Linked DNA regions of Mus musculus: all the other regions are linked to region 1. A link is a contact called in public HiChIP or PLAC-seq and promoter capture Hi-C data. All regions are on one chromosome and are shown on one strand. Each heading gives the region's core, a stretch centred on a gene start, on an enhancer-like site or on the middle of the called end of the contact. The rest is flanking DNA. Distances are from core to core; before and after follow the strand shown.

Evidence for each region. Promoter capture Hi-C pulls out the DNA fragments that hold promoters and counts their contacts. HiChIP or PLAC-seq counts read pairs in DNA pulled down with a chosen protein or histone mark. Capture Hi-C pulls out chosen DNA fragments and counts their contacts.
Region 2: a contact with region 1 is called in an H3K27ac HiChIP or PLAC-seq map of double positive thymocytes, with 7 times the contacts expected there. The contact joins the promoter of Manf here to the promoter of Arih2 in region 1. A contact is called at or near these places in 2 of 39 promoter capture datasets (erythroid cells and pre-B cells) and 3 of 115 datasets of contacts at active chromatin or transcription factors (astrocytes, double positive thymocytes and large pre-B cells).
Region 3: a promoter capture Hi-C map of erythroid cells shows a contact between it and region 1, with 12 times the contacts expected there. The contact joins the promoter of Cish here to the promoter of Arih2 in region 1. A contact is called at or near these places in 2 of 39 promoter capture datasets (erythroid cells and pre-B cells).
Region 4: a contact with region 1 is called in a promoter capture Hi-C map of adipose tissue, with 2.3 times the contacts expected there. The contact joins the promoter of Zmynd10 here to the promoter of Arih2 in region 1. A contact is called at or near these places in 2 of 115 datasets of contacts at active chromatin or transcription factors (regulatory T cells and thymic regulatory T cells) and 2 of 9 other capture datasets (adipose tissue and liver).

Annotation. Positions count from the first base shown.
Region 1 is chr9:108,647,316-108,652,692 of GRCm38.p6, forward strand. Arih2 (ariadne RBR E3 ubiquitin protein ligase 2) reads right to left here and starts at 2,093. Exons shown (of 16, transcript NM_011790.5): 1 at 1,914-2,093.
Region 2 is chr9:106,889,062-106,894,438 of GRCm38.p6, forward strand. It overlaps Manf (mesencephalic astrocyte-derived neurotrophic factor), which reads right to left and starts at 2,877. Exons shown (of 4, transcript NM_029103.4): 1 at 2,753-2,877; 2 at 2,010-2,137; 3 at 1,100-1,241; 4 at 1-164. The coding sequence starts at 2,837. Dock3 (dedicator of cyto-kinesis 3) reads right to left here. Exons shown (of 53, transcript NM_153413.2): 53 at 3,764-5,377.
Region 3 is chr9:107,293,606-107,298,982 of GRCm38.p6, forward strand. It overlaps Cish (cytokine inducible SH2-containing protein), which reads left to right and starts at 3,054. Exons shown (of 3, transcript NM_009895.4): 1 at 3,054-3,429. The coding sequence starts at 3,410.
Region 4 is chr9:107,544,876-107,550,252 of GRCm38.p6, forward strand. Zmynd10 (zinc finger, MYND domain containing 10) reads left to right here and starts at 2,429. Exons shown (of 12, transcript NM_053253.4): 1 at 2,429-2,673; 2 at 2,925-3,033; 3 at 3,795-3,911; 4 at 4,005-4,058; 5 at 4,153-4,290; 6 at 4,405-4,493; 7 at 4,591-4,691; 8 at 5,000-5,172. The coding sequence starts at 2,582. It overlaps Gm34106 (predicted gene, 34106), which reads right to left. Exons shown (of 2, transcript NR_168657.1): 2 at 2,693-3,124. It overlaps Nprl2 (NPR2 like, GATOR1 complex subunit), which reads left to right. Exons shown (of 11, transcript NM_018879.2): 9 at 39-156; 10 at 370-512; 11 at 616-831. The coding sequence ends at 683.

The DNA of each region.
Region 1 (5,377 bases), core at 843-3,342:
CTCTCAGGAGGCCTGATTTAAAGCTACAGAAATCTCACTAACTAAAGAGCATACCCTTTCAAATTCTGATTTCTCCTTAGGATCTGTCGAGAACATGGCTCACAGCTTTTTCACCAACCAAATAACCAAGTAGATGGGAATCCAGGTTCTTTAAAAGAATTGACTGTTTCATATACTTCCTGGTGTTCTAGATTCAGATCTAAATAAAGCTTTTTTAAAATAAAAATTTTATAAACACACATATTTTTGATACAAGGTCTCACTATGATGATGTCTGTCCTCAAACTCACAAGAGCACAGCTTCCTAAATGGCCAGACTAAAGGTGAGTGACACCATTAGGCTCTGTTAAGAGATTCCTGAAGGAAGGCTGGCCTTGCTGAGCTTAGTGGCACATTCTGGGATCCCCAACTTAGGAGTGTCAGCAGGAGGATCAAAAGTGGGAGACACTGGCTGGGCGTGGTGGCGCACGCCTTTAATCCCAGCACTTGGGAGGCAGAGGCAGGTGAATTTCTGAGTTTGAGGCCAGCCTGGTCTACAGAGTGAGTTCCAGGACAGCCAGGGCTATACAGAGAAACCCTGTCTCAAAAAAAAAAAAAAAAAAAGTGGGAGACACTGTCTCAAAATAAAGCACGCAAGAAAACTGAATCCTGACTTTGTTCAAAGGGCCAATGTGTTATTTTCTTAATGTCAAAGTATTCAAGATGTTAAATATGACTATCTCAGAGAGAAATGGTACAAAATTAGTACTTTTTCCAAGAGTTAAAGTCATCTTCAAAAAAACCTGCCACTCATTTTGAGCTGGTTTCCAAGACATGGCCACATACAAAAGGATAAAGACCTTTTAGTTTGAAGTTGACAGGAACACAAAAAAATTGGCTAGTCGCACAGATGTTTAACTCCAGTTGTAACACTTGGCCCTCAGTAGTCATTTATTAACTACATTTCGAAGAAAACTTCTTGGCTGAAAAATATGAATCAGCAACTTGTTTAAAAACTCAGCAGCATCCCGGGCGTGGTAGTGCAAGCCTTCAATGCCAGCACTTGAGAGGCAGAAGCAGGTGAGTTCGAGTTCGGCCCAGTCTACACAGTGAGTTCCTTGACAGCCATGACTATGTAGACACTGTCTAAAAACAACCAACTCGACACCGCATCTGTCCTAATAATGGCAGGTAGCCGCCGATTACATGGAGTTATTGAAAGTTAGTTTACTTTTAAAAAGTCAAATGTAGTTTCTCAGATATACTAACTACATACATGTCAACACGAAAGCCGTGTGTGGCTTAATGGCTACCATACTGAACAGCAAAGGTCTAGAACGTGTTCGTCGCCGACAGAAAGTTCTACGAGACAGAGTAACAAACAGAAGAACTAAGGCGAGCTCGTCCGAGAACACCACCGCCTCTCTTGAGGCTAGACCAGTGGCGTCGGGCGTGACCGGTCGCACGTCTCTGCGAGGCGCCCCGGTCTTCGCGCGGACACGGAACCCACGCGCGGGGAGGCCCTTTCCCAGGACGGGCGTTAACAAACAGTGCGGCTGGCGCTGCCAAAGCTCCCAACCACCAGAGAAACGGGGAGCCTCCGAGGCGGTGCGTTCGCCTGGAGCGCCCAGAAGGGCAGGCCCGAGCGCACCCGAGCCTCGCGGGCCAGAGGCCCTGGCCTCCGACCTCTCGGGGAGCTAAAGAGCCAACGAGGAAGAGGAACCCAGGAGAGACGCCAGGCACCCGCCGGCGCGGGCTGTCGCCTCCGGGAGTGCCTATCAGTCGGCGGGGAACGTCGGGACCTGGGACGGCCCGGCCTCGCAAGCGGCGGCGAAGGCGGAGCCCGGACCGCGCCGGCGAAACGCGCGGGGATCCCCCCCCTCCCGGCGGCCAGTCAAGAGTAAACAAGGCCTCGACTCCCGCCGCGCACTTACCGGGAGCCGCGACCTCGCGGCCGCAGAGCCCAGGCCGGCCGGACCAGGTCAAGCCAGACCAAACCAGGCTGACGGAGGCGTAGCGGCAGCGGAGGCAGCCGGCGGACGCGGCTCAGGCCCGCGCAGCTTCCTCCGGCAGAGCCGTCCCCCGCAGCTCCGGAAGTGTTCTGCGCCGCGCGTCACTTCCGGTAGGGGTCGACCTGCGGTCGCCCTGGAGGCTCCCAGGCTTCTGACGACTGCGTAGTCGGTTGGAATCGCTTCCTCACCATCCTCTAGCGAGAGCCCCTGGGAGGAACTACTGAGCGTTCGCTTTTGAAGGAATGATGTAGGAATTTGTTTCCTGCGTTATAGCCTACCAGTGTCTTTATTCGATAGTTAGTTTTAGGTTTTCTTGCGTGTATTTTGTGTGTGTCGCACGGCTCGCGTGCAGAAGAGGTCAGAGGACAATTTTCCGGGAGCAGTTTTTCTCCTTCCACCATGTGGGTTTCGAGGATCAAACACTTGTCAGGCGTGGCAGTAAGCGCTTTTTACCCACTGAGCCATCAGACCCTTAGATGAGGTATTTTTAGCTTTTTTTTTTTTTTTTTCCCCTGACCAGACGTCTACCCACTTCACTGTTTATACTCTGACGAACAGCGTGAGAAGACATTCTGGCAACACTGGAGTAGGTTAAAAAGATCATAGTTTCCGGGCAACTATGGTTTGACATGAGCCATACTCGGAATTTCTACGTACGTTAGGAGGAAGTTCTGGCCCATGAGCAATCAGACTTTAGTTTCTCATGACACTATCCCCCTAGCCACCCACTTCTCCGACTTCCACTCACCTTCACGACGGGTATTTTTTGTTTGGTGTGGTTATATTTAGAAGCAACTCACTATATAGCCAAGGCTGGTTTGCCTTGCTAGATTACCAGACCCAGAGATTCATACATCGTAAGTGTTTCGCTGCACAACTTCTACCCACGATATAGACTGCATTAGGACTCCAGTCACCAAGTTCTGGTCACCAAGCCTTGTTGTGGACTGATAGGAGGCTCGCTCAAGTAGCAACTCCATCGAGATGTTAATTACTGGAGTGAAGCCAGAGGCACTGTGAGGTAAATCAATGTTCGTGCAAATCTGTAGATAACCTAGTTCTACCTTTTCTGGAGTGTATGTATTGGTATTCAAGACACCCGGAAAAGTGAGGCAGAAAGAAAAAAGACCGTGTAATAGCCTCTTTTATGTAATTCTTGGAAAAAATATAACTGAAGAGACTTGGGAGTTGGCTGGGCCATTAAGAGCTCTTGCTGTTCTCTCCAGAAACCTGAGGTCCTTGCCCACTATTGATAATGTCCAGGGGATCCGAAGCCCTCTTTGAACCTCTTCCGGCACACACATACTTGTAAACAGAAAATTAAAAAAAAAATTTTTTTTTCTTTTTTGAGAAAAGTTCTCACTATATATCCCTGGATAACCTGAAGCTCTGTACAGACCTAAAACTTACAAACTCACATGTGTGCAGCCACACAATCTACTTAAAATATCTACAAATTTGGGTCATGAATCAAAATCAGGGGTAATCAAATGTTGAAAGTCGCTAGAACAAGAATAGCACTTGGGGTGCAAAGGCTAGGGGAATCATTGAAAGTTCCAGGCCTCGGGAGGCAGAGGCAGGTGGATTTCTGAGTTCAAGGCCAGCCTGGTCTACAGAATGAGTTCCAGGACAGCCAGGACTGCACAGAGAAAAAAAAAAAAAAAAAAAAAGAAAGTAAGTTCCAGGCCAACCTGGTCTACATACTAAGTGCCAGGCTGCCCAACAAGGCAGCCAGAGGTACATGATCAGTAATTATCTTTAACAACAACAAAAAAAGTAGCTGGGCAGTGGTGACACACGCCTTTAATCCCAGCACTTGGGAGACAGAGGCAGGCAGATTTCTGAGTTTGAGGCCAGCCTGGTCTACAGAGTGAGTTCTAGGACATCCAGGGCTATACAGAGAAACCCTGTCTCAAAAAACAAAAAACAAAAAAACAAAACAAAAAAACTGTGCCACTTGCTTTTACAGAGAAGATTCACGTCAATTGATAAAATGTCTTCATTAAATTGGCCTGTAACGAAGACATTTTCTTGATTAATGATTGATGTAGGAGGATCCAGCCCACTATCAACAGTGCCATCTCTGGATGGGTGGTCCTGGCAGTAAAAGATTGGAAACTAAAGCTAGGCAGTGGTGGCACATGCCTTTAATCCTAGCACTTAGGAGGTAGATAGAGCTCTGAGTTCCAGCAAGACCATCCTGGTCTGTGAATCAAGTTCCAGGACAGCCAGGGCTACACAGAGAGACTATATCTTGAGAGAAAGAGAGAGAGAGAGAGAGAGAGAGAGAGAGAGCGCTCAAGCAAGTGAGAGCGAGCAGGCTGAGCAATCCATGGGATCAAACTAGTGAGCCATGCTCTTCCCTTATCCCTGCTTAGGTTTCTGCCTCAAGTTCTTGCCCTAATTTCCTTCTATGAGGGACTATAAGCTAAAAGATGAGATAAATTTTTTCCTCTTCAAATTGCTTTTTGTCATAGCCTTTATCACAGCAATAGAACACAAATCTGGACAAGCCGTGAACTTGGGTACTTGAGTTGACAAAACATATGCATATCACGATGGTCCCTGTGAAGGATCCAAATCATATTTCCTGAAAACTAGTTTCCAGTGATGACTTTGAGTTACTGGTAACAGACCCACTGCAGTGAGTACTAGAGAGGAACGGTCCGTCTGTAGAAGTATTTTACCTGCAAACTACAGAATGTGGGTGCTCACTTATCAAGTCCCATTTTGTATGAGAGACCTCATGGAACCTTGGGTTTTGGTTTGGAGTCCCGGGACCAATTCCAACCCCGTTTCACTGTAGGTACTGTGGGACAGTTGTCCTCAGGATTCCAGTACCTCCCACGTACACGCACTGGATGGTGACTAAGAGCACTTCCACTCTTTCCAGAGGACCCGAGTTCAGTTCCTAACATCCACATGTAAGTTCAGGACTGCCTTTTTCTAGCCTCCACAGGCTCAAGTGCAAATGTGGTACACATATACTCACAGAGGCTCACACACATACACATATTTTCAAAAGTTTAGATTCACCCTCAAGCTCCAGTACGGCAACATAAAATGGCTCACCTACAACCTCCTGAGCTTACATGTGCCATACCATAGGTACATATGGCTTTCCAGTGTCCAAGGTTTGAACCAACATCATGAAGTTCATCCCAATTTGTGGCATGGTACTACACCTTAAACCTGGACAAGATACCCAAAAAGCTGAGTGAGGGCCATGAGACATCAGCTGAGACATCACTACAAGAAAACACATCTTCATTGTTCTGCAGAGATCTGCTCAAAATGGTGGGTCACTACCTAGTGATTGTTATATATGTGATAATAACAGGAAAAGCATGTTAATAGTAATCTTTCCAAAAATGATTTTCTCCTGG
Region 2 (5,377 bases), core at 1,627-4,126, 1.8 Mb before region 1:
GGCTGCCTTGGGGGCGTATTTAGGCATCAGTTCATTTATCTTCCGGATATAGTCAGACTTTTCTGCACAGCCTTTGCACATCTCCCCCCAGTCGTCCAGGATCTTCTTCAGCTCTTTCACCCGGAGCTTCTTCAGGTCCACTGTGCTCAGGTCAATCTGCTTGTCTGCAGGGAGAGCAGGAGAGTAAATGGCTGGGCAGGAGAGGCTGCAGGCCCAACTGTGCTGCACGTCAAACCATCCTTAGGATGTCCAGCCCTACGTGCGGCCGGGAAGACAAATGCACACTGCGCCCAAGATTGAGATGACAGTCTTCACCAGGAAGGCCACCTCAGGCTGTCAGTAGCCACCATAAGACACACAGTGCAGACAGCCTATGTGGTTTAGAGAAGGAACATAGCTCCAGTTCCCCGAGGGCTTCCTACATGCCAGCACAAAGGACAGCTCCAGGCTGAGCAGAGCAGACACACCCCTAGCCTCCCCAAGAGGCACCAGAGTCAGACACTTACTCCATAACCCACGTGACCCAAACAAACCGACACCAGAACCAACCAGGATACCAAATCAAATTCACACAAGTACAAAATTCCCGAACATTAGTGCAGTAAACACTGGCATCGTTTAAACTTTATAGGAGAGGCCTAGCTCTTCTCGAGACTAGGATTCTGTGCAACCAGATGGGCTCTGCCATGGTGATGCTGTAACTGTCACGCCTGGGGTTTAGAGCCATGACTGTTGAACTCAAGTTCCCACCACATCACTTCTCTGCTCAAAAACTTCTAAAGCTCCCAAGTTTTTAGACTAAAAGCCAAATTTCCCCCCAAGGCTCTGTCCAACTTGACCTCTACGTACTCCACCACTATCTATAATCTCTATCTGCACTGCTCTATCAGATGGCCTCTGGGTCAACCCTCATCCTTCAAAGTATGTTAAGTCACCCTTTGACCTCCACCTATGTTCGATGCGCAAGTCTGTTCCCTGCAGCACAGAGAATCATCCTTTATGCTACAAACCCGCTTTTGATGACTCTTCTGGCTAGAAAGTTAAGTCCAGAAAGGGTATGCAGAGATGGTAGAAGGCACAGGGTCCGAGTCACACTCACCGTATTTTAGTTCACAGATCTGGCTGTCTTTCTTCTTCAGCTTCTCACAGATCTTTTCCACAGGGATATGGTGGGCCAGGGGCTTCGACACCTCATTGATGATCTTGGTGGCAGCATCATCTGTGGCTCCAATGTAGTAGCACTGCAGCAAAAACCAAAACAAAACAAAATGAAAGCCTTGAAAAAAATCTGCATGCATGAGAGCATGTGTCAGAGGCCAGAAGGCATCAGGTTCCCTGGAGCTGCAGTGCAGGGTGCTGTGGATGCTGGAATTGAACTCAGGTCCTCCACAAGAGCAGCACACATTCATAACCAACTCTCCAGTTCCAGACAACTGTTAGGTCACCTTGAAAACCTCTCTTTGCCAAGGCTTCGGTTTGTTAGTCTGCCCAGATCTAGCTGTCCCAGGCCCGAGGCACTTGATATATGCTCAGCTGCAGAGTTAGAGTTCCGATGAGAGACTACCATGGAAATTAAAGCTACAAGAGGCTGATGCTCCGCCAGGGTCCTTGACCTTGACTTGGCCCTGGCCATCTCGGGGCACCTAGCCAACTACTTCTGGTTCCAATCACACCAAATTCATTCTGGTCTTTGGGCACTCCCATTGCCTGAGTTGTGCTCACTCCACCTCACTGACTCCCTGTCCTCAGAGGTAGATACCCACTACTTTCTCTCTCAGCTCCCACCCACCAACTCTCCTAGCTTATTTCCTTCATGGCATCTGGCATCACTGCCTTGCAGTTGCCTGTCATTTTCTCTCCTGGTCTTACCAATATTCAGCTTATAGCAATGTTTAATAAATAGAGGATAAAAACACTTAAACCTCACATTAGTATATATACAAGTCCCATCACAAAGTGGACAGTGCCCAAGAGCCAGGGACAGGCTGGGTGGGTCACCAGCTACTTACCAACCGATTCTCTTTGCCTCTTGCTTCACGGCAAAACTTTATAAGTTCTTCTTCAATAGTGGCTGGTGAAAATGTGACATCTCTGTCTTTGAGGTCCTGGTAAAATCGTCCCAGATAAGAAATACAAACTGGAAAAGAGGGAGGAGATGGTAAGTAATTATTAGTCTCCATTTCCCCTGGAAAAAACTCTGTCAGCAGTTTTGCTAGAAGGGATTAATTTTTTTTTTTAACTCGGGTACTCAGAAGTGCACAGAGCCCTTAGGTTGCTGGGGTCCTTGTACCCAGTTGCATGCTGGGAATGAACATTACCCAAGTGACCCACACACAACCCTCTCTGCTCTTTTCAAGTTTAAGTCTAGAGTGGACACGTGTCCTTGAGGGAACTCATTGTGACCTCATAAGGGACAGATTGAAGGCTGAAGCAAATGATCAAAATGCTCCTCATTCCAAATACATCGAACCCCCAAGTGCAGCTTAGTAACCCCGAGACGGTTGCGGCCCACAGGATGCCTTCCTGTAATCGCTAAAGTGATGGGAAGACAAAAACTCCCGGGATGTGGGCTTCCGGCCAAGTTATTAACGCTACTGAACCGACGCGTTCCCTTAAATGGGTCAACGTCTCTAGGCCCGGGAAATAAGTGAGGCCCTTTCTCCAGCGGAGCCCCGGGACGGGCCGTCGCTCCCACCCTTTCGCTTTCCTTGGGTTTAGCGCCGCCAGGCCGCCCCCATCCGGTCCCCCGCACCTTCACAGTCTCCTGGCCGCAGCGCCCGGCTGTCAGGCAGCACGCTCAGGGCCAGCGCTACCGCCAGCCCGCGCGTAGCCCACATCCTCCTCAGCCGTCTCCACCACCGCCGCCGCCGCGCGAATGAACCGCACCCGGCGCGGTGTTCCGCCTAGTGGGCTGGAACAGAAACCTGAGCTTCCCATTGGTGTGCGATCCCCGCGCCCACCCATATGCTGCATCCTCATTGGTCCACGTGCCCAGGAGCCCAGACCGGCGGCTCCACGCTACCCTCCCTCATTGGCTGCTGCTGTCTGGGACCTAGACAGTTGTCGGTTGCTGATTGAGCCTGGGCGGTCCATAGGGGTGCGGAGGGAAGGTGCACGGGTCGCCATGTTGGGTTAGGGCAGCTGCTTTGGCTGCTTACCCGGAACCCTCTCAATCTATTGACTCGACCCGAATGCCGAGTCTTGGTTCCACACCCACTCCTCCCGACGCCCGGACTCGTAGAGCAGCATTTCTGGCGCCACCCTATAGCCAGTAGGATGGGCGGCGGGAGCATGGATCAGAAGCGGTTCCTTGTTTTGAACTACCACGTGGATTGCCGAGCCAATCAAGGGGAACGTCCACTTTGATTCGCCGGCTTGCTCAGACCCCGCTTTAACCTGGGTCAGACGGCAGAACCTCTTAAACGAAAGGTCTCGGCCTGCCTAGTCGTTTCCCGTCCTGGGCCTCTGAGGACCTCGCGGCAAGGCTGCGAGCAGAGGCGTTGGTCTACCTTCCAAATGGAGGCCATGGGATCTTGGGAGGTTTTGTTCTCCACTCTTGGAGACACGAGGATGGGAACTGGAGACATTACCGCCTGGACTGCCCTAATGCTAAGTGCAAGGGCTTTGGCCACTCGCCCTGGAAGGCGGAATATGGAGAGCGGCCGACTAAGTGCAGAAAAGTATCTGGAGCTAAAAGGGCTTGGAGCCCGGCGACAAGGGTTTGAGAGGGGCACTTATGCTCCCATTCAGTGAAATCAGTGGATCAATATCAGGTATTCATCTTTAATTCACATCACAGCAGTCAAGGGATGGAGGTGGGGGAGTCAGTTGCCAGATATTTACATCTAAAAGTCACATTTTTTGTTGGATTTATAACATGCTACCACAATATATACAGTAAAATGCCTCTTGGGACACTGGCACAAATTTTTTTCTTTAACTTTTCTGGTACAGGTAAGATAATTTTAAGTCAGTTTTTCTTTAGACATGAATACACAAAAGAAATGGTTAGAAGTTTTCTTGTTTTAAATAAGCACAGAATGCCAGAGGTTAAAAACACATTTATAGGGCTTATTACCAATTAGACATACTCTATACATTTTTTTGCTCAAATTCCTGTACAAATACACAGCATTCAAATAGGTATTTACAAATACGCTTTAAACAATGAAAATCAGTATTTCACAATCTTTTCAAAGGATTCTGATCTCTGACCTCCCATTTCCCTCACACTGGCTGGTTTTTCAATAAAAAGTATTCAGAATAGGTCCATTTCATCCAGTTGGGGAAAATGGAGAGAAGTAACACAAATATATTTCACTTTGCATAAAGCAAGGTCAAGGAACTTAACCCTACATTCCCCTCCCTACCTCCTGTGCCATCAAGTGGAGAAAGGAGATGTCTGCATGTGATGACTGGCTGCCTCCGTGGACTGAGGTTCAGACGTGCCTGGAAACAAACCTAAAGCTGCCCTACCTAAGAATCACATCCCAAGCTAGACTTGACCCTCATACCTGTGAACCCAGACGGTCCAGAAACAAGCTTACCAGTGAGTCTGGGCTCAGGAACAGGTGTGTGTGCCCTTGGTGCTGGGGCTATTGGATTGGCCTACCTACATCCTCAACAGTCTCCACTCTGCCTGAATGATCCTGAGGGTATCAGAAAGCCCTACACTGTTGGTACCTGGGCCCCAACATACTGTGAACGGAAATGGGCCTTCTTTCTTTTCCTATAGGTTATTTGCTGACAGTTCTATTAAACTTGTTTCTAAGAGAAAAACACTGTGACCATGGGTTTTTCTGTTTGGAAAGAATTGTGGAGAAGGGATAAGCAGCTGGGGCCAGAACTTGGCCATAGCAGGCCAGAAGGCCAACTAGTTAAGGGAACAGGGGAGCAACATACCTGCTCATCAAGGAGAAGGCAGTTTTATGGCCATCACTGATGGGAATGTAAGCAAATAAAAGGAAAACAATTGCCTCAAGACAAGTTATTTTAAAAAGTAACTTAGAAGCACCCTGGTGAAATATTACCATACCCCCACCATAATACCAAGAGTAACGTCAGTGCCCTGACATGAAAGAATTCCCTATAAAGTCACCACTGTGCCCTACTTAACAGACTGGGGAGGTTTGAAAAACTGCCCTTCTGCCTGTCCTGAACCCTGAGTGGTGGGCAGTCCCTATGGGTTTGGAGTGGAGGGCTCAGTACTTGGCTGCTTGGAAGATAACAGTTTTACCTGTGTGGCTCTCTGCCTCCAAAAGGAGAAGTTTCCTCCCACCATTTATTTATTTATATATTTTTAAACCCAGGAGCTTGCTGAACCTGACCACACATCCTCAGGGCCTGGAAGCCAGGCTGGGCAGCCAACCCCAAGGCT
Region 3 (5,377 bases), core at 1,804-4,303, 1.4 Mb before region 1:
CCATTTAAAAAAATGCCCTTCCAGGCTGGAGAGATGGCTCAGTGAGCAAATGCTCATGTCCTACATAAGCCCAGGAACCTATCTAGGTTCAACCCTTAGGATCTATGCAAAGAAGGAAAGAATAGACTCTATAAAGTCACCCTCTAACCTCTGCATTCACACTCACACTGTGCCATGCATGCCTGTGTGCACACTCATGCATACACACACATATCATCATCATCATCAAATTATAAATGTAAATGTCTGTGATTATACAAACACACATAGTTCCCATACCAATTATAAACAGAGGTTTTTCCAGCTGTTCATTTGACCCAGAAAAATCAGAACATGTAGTTTCCTCTCAATGCTTATGCTGTAGCAACCATCTGGAATCATGTCCCCTTCACACTGTTGTAGAGATTCAGAACATAGTATGCTGGGTTTGGGCAAGTTGGGTTCATGACAGCAGACTCTGGCACTTAGCCCTTCGTAATAGTAACAGTAACAGTAATAGTTGGGTGTTCAAAGGAACAGGGACTGAGGCCTTTGAAGTAGCTTATGGTGAGCAAATAGACGATGCAGTAAAGTGCTGATGGAGGGAACTCCCTCCTCCCCACCACATCTGCCTTTTGATGAAAGGCAACCTGCTCATGATGAAAGGATAGAAGCCATATACCGAGGCTATCTAGATTGCTGTGCATTCTTGTGATCCATCATTATTCTGGGAACGGGGCAGGAGTGTCCTGCAGCAACAGTAATTCATGAAGTGCCTGAGTGCACTGGGAAGAATTCTCTATTCTCTAGTTGGCTAGTGAGGTCTTAGGAAGGATCGCCACTGGGTGGCAGTGTGGGCCCAGCAGTCAGGGAGGGGTCCATTCAAGGGGCGTAGTCAGGAAATAGAGCCAGTAGTAAGGAAATGGCCAGAGGCATTCACAAAACTTGAATGAAACAAGTGGGCAGGTAGCTTGGGCAAAACAGGGCACATCATGGTTCCCAGCACGTCGTAGGTGGGATGTCTAACACTGTCAACTTCACAAAAGACTACTGGAGAACCAAACACTTCTCTCCCCAAGGCACACTGGAAGCCGTGTCTTAGTTTCCTCACGTACAAGGCAGCATTATCTGTGGTAGCTGTGAGGGCAAGGTGAAGCTAGGATTTGCTGAGTGTCTGGCACAAGGTAAGTGTTCAGTAGGCCCACTTGAAAGGGGTAGATCCAAGTTCAAAATCACAGCTCTGGGGTCCAGCGAAAGAGATCCACAGATCAAGGTGCTTGCCACTAACCTGACAACCTGACTTTGGGCCCTGGGACCCACAGAGTGGACTGGGAGAAGTGGTTCCCTCAATTCCCTCAGGTTATCCTCTGACTCTGTGTGAATACTGTGGCTACAAACACATGAAAACACACACGTGCGCGCACACACACACACACACCACACACACCACACACACACACACAATTTAAAAAAGAAAATCATGCCAGGCAGTGGTGGCACACATCTTTAATCCCAGCACTCAGGAGGCAGAGGCAGGCAGATCTCTGTGAGTTCAAGGCCAGCCTGGTCTACATAGTGAGTTCCAGGACAGCCAAGGCTACAAAGATAAATAAACCCTGTCTCGGAAAAAAAGGAAAGGAAAGGAAAGGAAAGGAAAGGAAAGGAAAGGAAAGGAAAGGAAAGGAAAGGAAAGGAAAGGAAAGGAAAGGAAAGGAAAGGAAAGGAAAGGAAAGGAAAGGAAAGGAAAGGAAAGGAAAGGAAAGGAAAGGAAAGGAAAGGGTAAGTAAATAAAAAGAAAACCACAGCTCTGTTGCATGACACCTGTGAAATCCCCCGTATCTTCATAGCAAAGCGGCAACAGACAGTTTCTACTGAAGAGTTAGTATGCATACATACAGGGATCCCATGTTCTCAGAGTACTCCTACTCCATCCTACCCATATTCCAAGAAACTGGCTTCTTGCTGTATTCTGGGAGCCCTGCTTGGGTTACACTTAACTTCCCCTCCAGGGCACCTACGGGGAACTGAGTCCCTTGGAGTAATCTCTTATCTTCCCTAAGAACTCCTTCCTTTTCACAGGGTTTTATCTTTAGCTCTCTATCTTGGGTGGGGCACCCAGAGCCTAGCCTGGGCTGGGGAAAGCCCAGTCACTATACTCAGATTCTAGACACTGCCAGAAGCCTGTCATCGCTGCCAAGAATCTTATAGCTACCCTTTCTGAGGAACGTGGGTGGTGTGACGTGTGTGGAAGGAGTGGGTGTACTGGTTCTCCAGATCTTATCTCCCCATATCCTGAACCGTGGATGTGGAGGGAGATCACATAGACCCTACAGCTCCTTGGTAAACCAGATATGGTGACTTAGCCTATAAGTTCACATTGTAAACCTGTACTCAGAAGTTTGGGGCCAGCCTGGTCTACAAACTGAGCTCCAAGGTAGTCTGAATTCAATTTTAAAACAAAAACAAACAAGCCATCGACAGGGCTGTCTGGGAGCTGACTATCTCTGTTTACTGACTCAAGAGGGTAATTTCCCCAACTGTCGGTCCACTCAGAGATTAGGCAAAGAAGGGATGAGATCATTTGATTACAAAAGATTAGATGTAACCTGAACTCTTTTAGCTGTAGTGGCCACAGTGGACCTCCTTAGTTCTTCCGTCCTCTTCAGGGCTCCAGGCCTCTCCCTAAGTCTTTCTCCAGATCTCACAGCACACCACCCACCTTCTCACACAGTGTCCTGCAATAAGCGAGACCACGGCCGCCAGAGACAACGTCCGATAAACTAGAAGCGGCTGGCTAAGAGGACCGGCCCGACCCTGCCCCCGCGCTGTAGTTCTAGGGGGGGGGGGATAAGCGCACCCATCCCCAAAGAAGTAGAGGGAAGACAATCTGGTCTCCAGTTGCATCCACATTCCTTCTTAACTTGTCCCCAACCCAGTCTTTTGCCTACTAGTCTCTAGGTCCCGCCCCACTCGGGCACGTCAGTTCAGGGTCCCTGCACTTCAATAGGTCGGTCTAGATGCTCGTCTCACGTCCAGCGATACGATTGGTCAACTCTAGGAGCTCCCGCCCAGTTTTCCTGGAAAGTTCTTGGAAATCTGTCAAAGGTGTTTCCTTTCTCGGTCCAAAGCACTAGACGCCTGCACCCCCGTTCCCCTCCGGGCCGCCGCAAAGCCCGCGGTTCTAGGAAGATGAGGCTTCCGGGAAGGGCTGGGACGCAGCGGACAAAAGATTAGGAGGCGCCTGGCCCCGCCCCACCGGCCCAGCCCGTCCCCCCTCGTCCTTCCAAGCTGTTCGCACCACAGCCTTTCAGTCCCTGCTCGCCGCCCGTGTGCCCCGGGACCCTGACCTTCGCACCCCTGGCACCCATTGGCTCCTTTCTCCTTCCATCCCGCCGAACTCCGACTCTCGAGCCGCCGTTGTCTCTGGGACATGGTCCTTTGCGTACAGGGGTAAGCTCAGTTTTTTTCCCTACCTAGGCTCCATGCGGGAGATATGGAAGATCACAGGCCTCGAGTTAGCTGCGGGATTTGGGAGGGCTTGACCGACTGGAGGTGATGGAGGGCTAAAGGACTTCGAGTGGTGTGCCTAGGATACCCACACACACTTCGTATGGATAGGGAAACGGAGCCCGCGAACGGTGGGAGGAGCCCCCATTCCTGAGATTTCACTAGCGCCAACTGTAAGAGGTTCTCCAGGACGGGGCTCACAAGTCTAGACTCAATTTGAGCTCATAGTTTACCTAGCCTTCTGGCTCCGTACCTGTCGGTGACCTTGAGCCAGCCCTTAGATCCCTCTGTGTTCAGAAGTTCATTCCTCCGTCCCAGGTCAGCGATTAGGTTCTTAGGAAGCCAGCCTGAGGTCTTTGACTCTTCCCAGGCCGGCGCCTAATAAACAACACCCCTTAGGAGCACCCCACTCCGTCTCTTAGCTCAGATTGATGTCTCAGTGTGATAAAGACTTCAGCCTGCCTTCTCCAAGGTTTCCCGTTGACATGGAATATGGGACCATGGTGAAAGTGGGGCTTTAATAAAACAAAGTCTTGGCTTCGGTAGAGTGTACTCGGAACACCTGTTTACCCTAGCTTTCAGCGTCCCCTTCAAACACTGATCGGTCAGGAATTCAGGAAAACCCAAGAAGAGAGGTGTGTGTGTGTGTGTGTGTGTGTGTGTGTGTGTGTGTGTGTGTGTGTGTGACAAATCCAGGGAGATCTGTGATCCAGTAGTAATTGTTATAACTGACATGGGAATGGTACCAAGTGAGGAAGGGTGGAAGGTGGGGCCAGGCTGAAATGCCCTTGCTCTAAGCAGCTCTGAGTCCCAGGAAGAGGACATTCATGGAGCTGTTGAGAAGACTGTATTCCCTAGTAGTTCCTACCATGTTCTTTTATTCTCTGAATTTTCGGACTCTTCGGCAGTTCCCTGCACCCTGCCTTCCTTTCTTGGGTGCCCCCACTTCTCCATTCTGGGTCCCCAGAGCCTCTTTGACTTTGCCTTAATTGAAGGCCCATGGGAACCTCAGGAGCAGTGTTGGGGTATTGGGGAAACAAGTTGTTTAACAAGCCCATGTATCCCAGCCTCCCTTGGCTCGGCTCATCTTATTGGCATGTGTTCTCAGGTGGAACTTCATGGCTAGACTCCAAGACATGCACACACAGGTTCTTGGAACACACCAGTCCTCACCCCCACCGTGATGACACAGTGGCAGACACACCCCTCCCTAGATATTTAGTCCCTCCCAGCAACATTTGGGGATTAGCATCGTCATTCTATACCTAGATACCATACTAGCCCCAGAGGTGCCTACTATATACACATGTGGGACCTATGGAAGGGATCCAACTAAGCTGTCTGGTTGTACCTGCCACAGAGGCCATGAAATGACTCCCTAACCTGGATCAAGCTATGGGCCCCAACAAGCCAGTCGCCTCAGAATTCTGCCTGTAACTCACTAAGTGGGATTCCAGGGCTCTCATAGCTGGGTCAAGAGCGGGTGTGGGAAAAACCCTTGGCAGGCTATAGGTGCCAGAGCCTGTCACCCCTCTCCTGAGTGGTCACAGGACTATGACCTTCTAAACACTACTTCCACTGTTAGGTCTGGCGTCTGTCCTTGCCGACTGCTAGCAGCTCCTAACCACCCCTTGTTTACCGGCAATACCTGATACAGTGTTGCCTTTCCCAGCCAGTGTGGGCTGAACCTAGGGTTTCATTATTTGGAGGTCTTTGACTAGACACAAAACTGAGGCCTGGGGACATATTTTATTAGAAATTAGAGAGAGCCAACTATTTTTTCCCACCAGATGCAGGGACCCTGGGTCACCACCTGGGTGGGCTTCTGCTAGGAAGATTTACCCTAACCCCAGCCCAAACCCCTCAGGGCAAGTAGGCCATCATCTGGAAG
Region 4 (5,377 bases), core at 1,179-3,678, 1.1 Mb before region 1:
AGGACAGGACCATGTCGGACTAACCCTGGCACCCGCAGGACACAAAAGGGCCAGTCTCCGAGATGTGTTCCAGCTATACTGCAGCCTGAGCCCTGGTACCACTGTGCGAGACCTCATTGGCCGCCACCCCCAGCAGTTACAACACGTTGATGAAAGGTCAGACGGGCACTCTCGGGCATGGCGGGTTGGACTGTCTTGGGTCTCTCTGGAAGAGCCTTGAGTCAAATAAGAAGCAGGGGATTCCCTGAGGGTAGAAGTATGAAGCCTGCTTGTCCAGGCAGAGGGTGTGCTTGGAGGTCTCTCTAGCCCATAACGTACCACAGGGCTAGCGTGTCCGGGATATCACCTCTCTCCCCCACAATCGCTCAGGAAGCTGATCCAGTTTGGGCTGATGAAGAACCTTATCCGGAGACTACAGAAATATCCAGTCCGAGTGTCTCGGGAGGAGCGGAGCCACCCTGCCAGGCTTTACACGGGCTGTCACAGCTATGATGAGATCTGCTGCAAGACAGGTGGAGGCAGGCAGGGCAGGCTGGGTGAGGTGAGGGCTGAGTGGCCATGCCAGGGCAGCTGACCTTGCCTTGCTCACACCTCCTCCCCACCCCCCTGCCCCAGGCATGAGCTACCATGAGCTGGACGAGCGACTAGAAAATGACCCCAACATCATCATCTGCTGGAAGTGAGGCTGGCTAGCTGGAACATGTTACTATGGCTACTTGCCCCTACTAAGGCCTCCTTGGTCCACTGGAGCTAGACAAGTATGGTTGTACATATGGTCTGGAGGGTGAGACTCGGTTTTGTAAATAAAGTTATGTGTTTCATCCTGTGGAATATTGAGTACTGCTTCAGCCAACAACTAAAGACCAGTGAATGTGAAAGCCATGCCAACTGGCCTGGGCTGGCTGGAGCGCCATCTAGTGGGCAAAAATGTCAAACAGGCTGAAGGTTTTTGTTTGTTGATTGGTTGGTTTGTTTTGGGTTTTGAGGGATGAAGGAGGTTGATTTTTCTGAGACAAAGTCTCACTATGTAACTCTGGCTGTCCTGGGATTCACTACGTAGCCCAGGCTGGCCTACTCAGTCAGGGAGCTGACTACCTCTGCCTCTGAGTGCTGGGATTAAAGGTGGGCGCTGGAATGCCTGGCCACACTTAGATTTTTAACTTTTTGTTTGTTTGTTTTTTTATTTTTATTTTTTGGCGGTCAGTACGAGGTGGAGCTAAGACGGGCTGTTATAAAGCACAGAGTGGCCTGGAACTTCCTGATTTGAACTTCTGATTCTCCTGCCTTGGTCTCCTGAGTTAGTTAATTAGGATTATAGATTTATGTTCCCACACCCCACGTATGCAGTCCTGGGGACTGAAGCCAAGGCTCTGTGCATGCTAGACAGGCAAGTTCTCAGCTATGAGCACTGCTCTGGCCTATAAACCGAAAGAACTAGAATCAGGTAAGATGGATATAATATATTGGGACAGGAGCAAAAATTGCTCTGTATTAGATGGCCAAGGAGGATCTGAGTGACTGAGCCTTGAAGGAGTAAGACTATTCCAGAAGAAATAAGGCAAGGGCCCAAACATGGTGGCGCATGCTTGTGATGCTAACACTAAGGAGGCTGACACAAGTGAATTAGTTCAAAGACAGCTTGGACTATACAGAGTTAAAGCCAGCCTGGCTGACATAGTCAAACCCTGTCTCAGAAAGCCTGTAGGAGGAACTCAGGGAAAGCTCATGAGGTTGGGACGTGGAAAACAAGCACGGTGGTGCACGCCTCAATCCACAACACTGGGGAAGCCGACCAAGAAGAAGGAAAGCTTAAACCAGCCCTGGCTCTATAGCGAGCTCCGTGTCGGTCTTGGCTATATAATGAGAATCCATCTCAAAGAGAGGATGGGGTTCTGGGGAGATGGCTCACACACAAACGTTTTTAAAATAAAAGAGAATGGGACAAAAAAAATGAAGCACGTGGGTAGGAGAGAGGGCGGGAGGAAGGTTCTTCCTGGTAAGCCGCTGTGGTCTGGTATTTTGGGAGCCAGCGCCATTCTGGAGGGAGGTATGTTAGGTGCACATCATTAGGACTCCTGGCTGCGGGCCTGAGCCTGGTAACGCATGCCTTAATTTCAGCACTAGAAAGACAGAGCACACAGAGGCCAGTGGAACCCTTTGATTTGAAGGCCAGCTCGGTATAAATAGGAAGTTCCACGCCAGCCTATGTCATAAAAACGAAAAACTGAAAGACTCAGCTGCTGAGACCGCGGTAGCTACCCTATTGAGGGGCTAAGACAGTGCAGCTGCAGGAGTTGCACACTCACAGCTGTGCAAGCCCTGGGGAGGTGTGGCGAGTGGGTCTGGCATCTGGGGCTGCTTATTGGCGGTGAGGTAGGCGTGGCAAGAGCGGTATCGAGACAAAACTACGCAGGCGCCAAGCTCCCTCGTTTCCATGGCGACGACGACTCAAGCGCTTCAACGGCTTGGCAACTGCCCTGTCCCAAGACTTTGGTCCTACCGCTGGACTCTGTAGTCCTAAGTGTTTCAGTTTTCCCTATTCGGGTTGCTTCCCAAAACCAAAGGAATCTTAGCCCCTGGCATGGGTGACCTGGAACTGCTGCTGCCTGGGGAGGCTGAGGTGCTGGTGCGGGGCCTGCGCAGCTTCCAGCTTCGGGAGATGGGCTCTGAAGGGTGAGGCAGCCGCCACAGGTGGAGTCACTGGTCTTTTAGTGGAGGAGCTTGGAACTGACATTGGAGAAGGGGTTGCCAGTGTGGAGGGGCCTCCAGGTGGGTAGGCAAAGCTCTCTGAGATAGAAGCGTATGGCCCCCGTGCCCCTCTGGCCCCAGGACAGGATCATGGTAGTCTTCAGTAGGATCCAACCCCACCCTCACTCCCGTTGCACATCTGGTCACCCAATGTACATACATCCCTTCGGGGGCAGGTGGAATAAGCAGCATGAGAGCCTGGAGAAGCTGAACATGCAAGCCATCCTTGATGCAACTATCAGCCAGGCTGAGCCCATCCAGGAACTGCTAATCAACCATGGGAAGGTACGTCCAGGTCCCAGGCAGGATTCCTGCCTTCTATTGTACCTCTTGGGGACACTAGGCAGCACCTGTTCTTCCTTCAGGCCTGGTACACCTAAGTGGGAAAGAAAAATATGTTTGTTTTATTTTGAGATAAGGTGTTGATCTGTAGCCCAGATGGCCATTAGCCTAACTGTGTCTGCCTCCCAAGTGCCGGGGCTGCAGGCATGCCTCGCTGTACCTGGCTGGCTACATTTCCTATTGTACCCTCAGTGGATGCGAGAGTGGATGGAGCCATGGATCCTAGGCTCCAGGGGGAGTGCTCAAGTGCTGACATGAGCCTGAATTGACTGTAAGGCCAAAGAGATCCTCTCTAAGGAGGAAGTGAGGCTTTCCAAATGGGGAAGGTAGCACACTAGGAGAAAGTAGAAGCCGGGAAAGATGCCTGGCTGGAGGCTGGGCCAAGGGCGGCCCTAGTTCTCCTGCAAGAGAAAGGCAGAGCTGGGTAGCAGGGATTGGTCTAGGAACAGGGCTCAGTAAAGGGCTGAAGTAAGAGTAAGGCCAGGTGACAAAGACCAGAATAAGGACAGGAAGAGCAGAGCTGCCCTAAAGTGGGGTATCCCTGGACGGAGGGTGGGGTAAGGTGCAAGAGGGCAATGGCAGTAAAGGCCATTCAGAGGAAACCCAAGAGAGTTGGAGACTTAAGACAGGCTAAAGCTGGGACAGGAAAGCTGAGGGACCAAGGCAGGGCCATTTCACCCCTGCTTCTCCCCCGTCCTCCGCAGATCCCAACGCTGGTGGAGGAGCTGATTGCGGTGGAGATGTGGAAACAGAAGGTTTTCCCTGTGCTGTGCCGGCTGGAGGACTTCAAGCCCCAGAATACCTTCCCCATATACATGGTGGTGAGCTGGGCCCTCAGAGTCCTGAGCCGAGAAAGATAGCTAACAGCCAGTCCCTGTCTCTCCCTCTCAGCCCAGCCCCGTCCTCTTCGACAGGTACACCATGAGGCCTCCATCATCAATCTCCTAGAGACAGTGTTCTTCCACAAGGTGAGACACTACTCTGCAGGCCTGAGCCTGGTGGGCTATGTCGGCCGGGGAGGGCATCGAACCCCAGAAATATCCCCTCCCTGAACCCCCCCAGGAGGTGTGTGAGTCAGCTGATGACAAGGTCTTGGACCTAGTAGACTATTGCCACCGCAAGCTGATACTGCTAGTGGCCCGGAAAGGCGGTGGTGACCTGTCTGAAGAAGAACAGTTCCAGGACAGTACCCCTATGCAAGTAAGCTACGGTTTCCTGGACTTAACAAAATCTCGATGTGAGTTCTCTCCAGCCTCCACAGGCAGGGTGAATGCTATGTGCCTGTGCCCCTACCCCCCTCTCCCGCACCATCAGGAGCTGCAAAAGCAGGCGGAGATGATGGAATTTGAGATATCCCTGAAAGCCCTCTCGGTGCTTCGCTACATCACAGACTGCGTGGATAGGTGGGCCACCCTCCAAGGCCCGGGGGCGAGCACACAACAAGGGGCTGTGTGTCCTGGCCCGTGGCCTCTGCTGACCACCCTTCTACCCTACCTCTAGCCTTTCCCTGAGCACACTGAACCGCATGCTCAGGACTCACAACTTGCCCTGCCTCTTGGTGGAACTGCTGGAGCACAGTCCCTGGAGCCGGCGGGTAGGAGGTAAGGCTCCCCCTCCCATTTGCCTAAGATGTAACTGGCTGCTTCCAGAACACCCTTCAGGATCAGTGTGAAGGGTACAGGGTACACATTTAGGATTCTGGGATACCTCACCCGAGATGGGACTAGAGTTTGACTCTGAGGCAGACAAGTCCTGTGAACCATTTGTTGAAGACTCCACCTTGTTCTGACGTCTGGTGGCCCAGGCTTTCTAACCTTGCCAGGCAGTGGTGGACAGTCCTCCGGACCACACACTCTCAAAGATAACACAACACCCACCGGCATCCGGTGGGCTCCTTCTCCTCCCCCAGGCAAGCTGCAGCATTTTGAGAGTGGCCGATGGCAGACGGTGGCCCCCTCAGAGCAGCAAAAGCTGAATAAACTGGATGGGCAAGTATGGATCGCCCTGTACAATCTACTGCTCAGCCCTGAGGCCCGAGCCCGTTACTGCCTTACAAGCTTTGCCAAGGGACAGCTGCTTAAGGTGGAGAACTCAATGACCCCGCCCAGCCCCACTGCCCCCCTGCCCAGACCCACCCCCCAGGGCATCCTGGCCTGTCCCTGTCCCCTTTCCACAACTTGGGCTTCAGGCATCGACAGGGGAGCTGGTAAGATGCAAACCCTCCAAGGACGCTCAGCCCAATTTCAGGACTTCCTGTCTCTTGGCCCTCTGGCTAGGAACAGTTAGT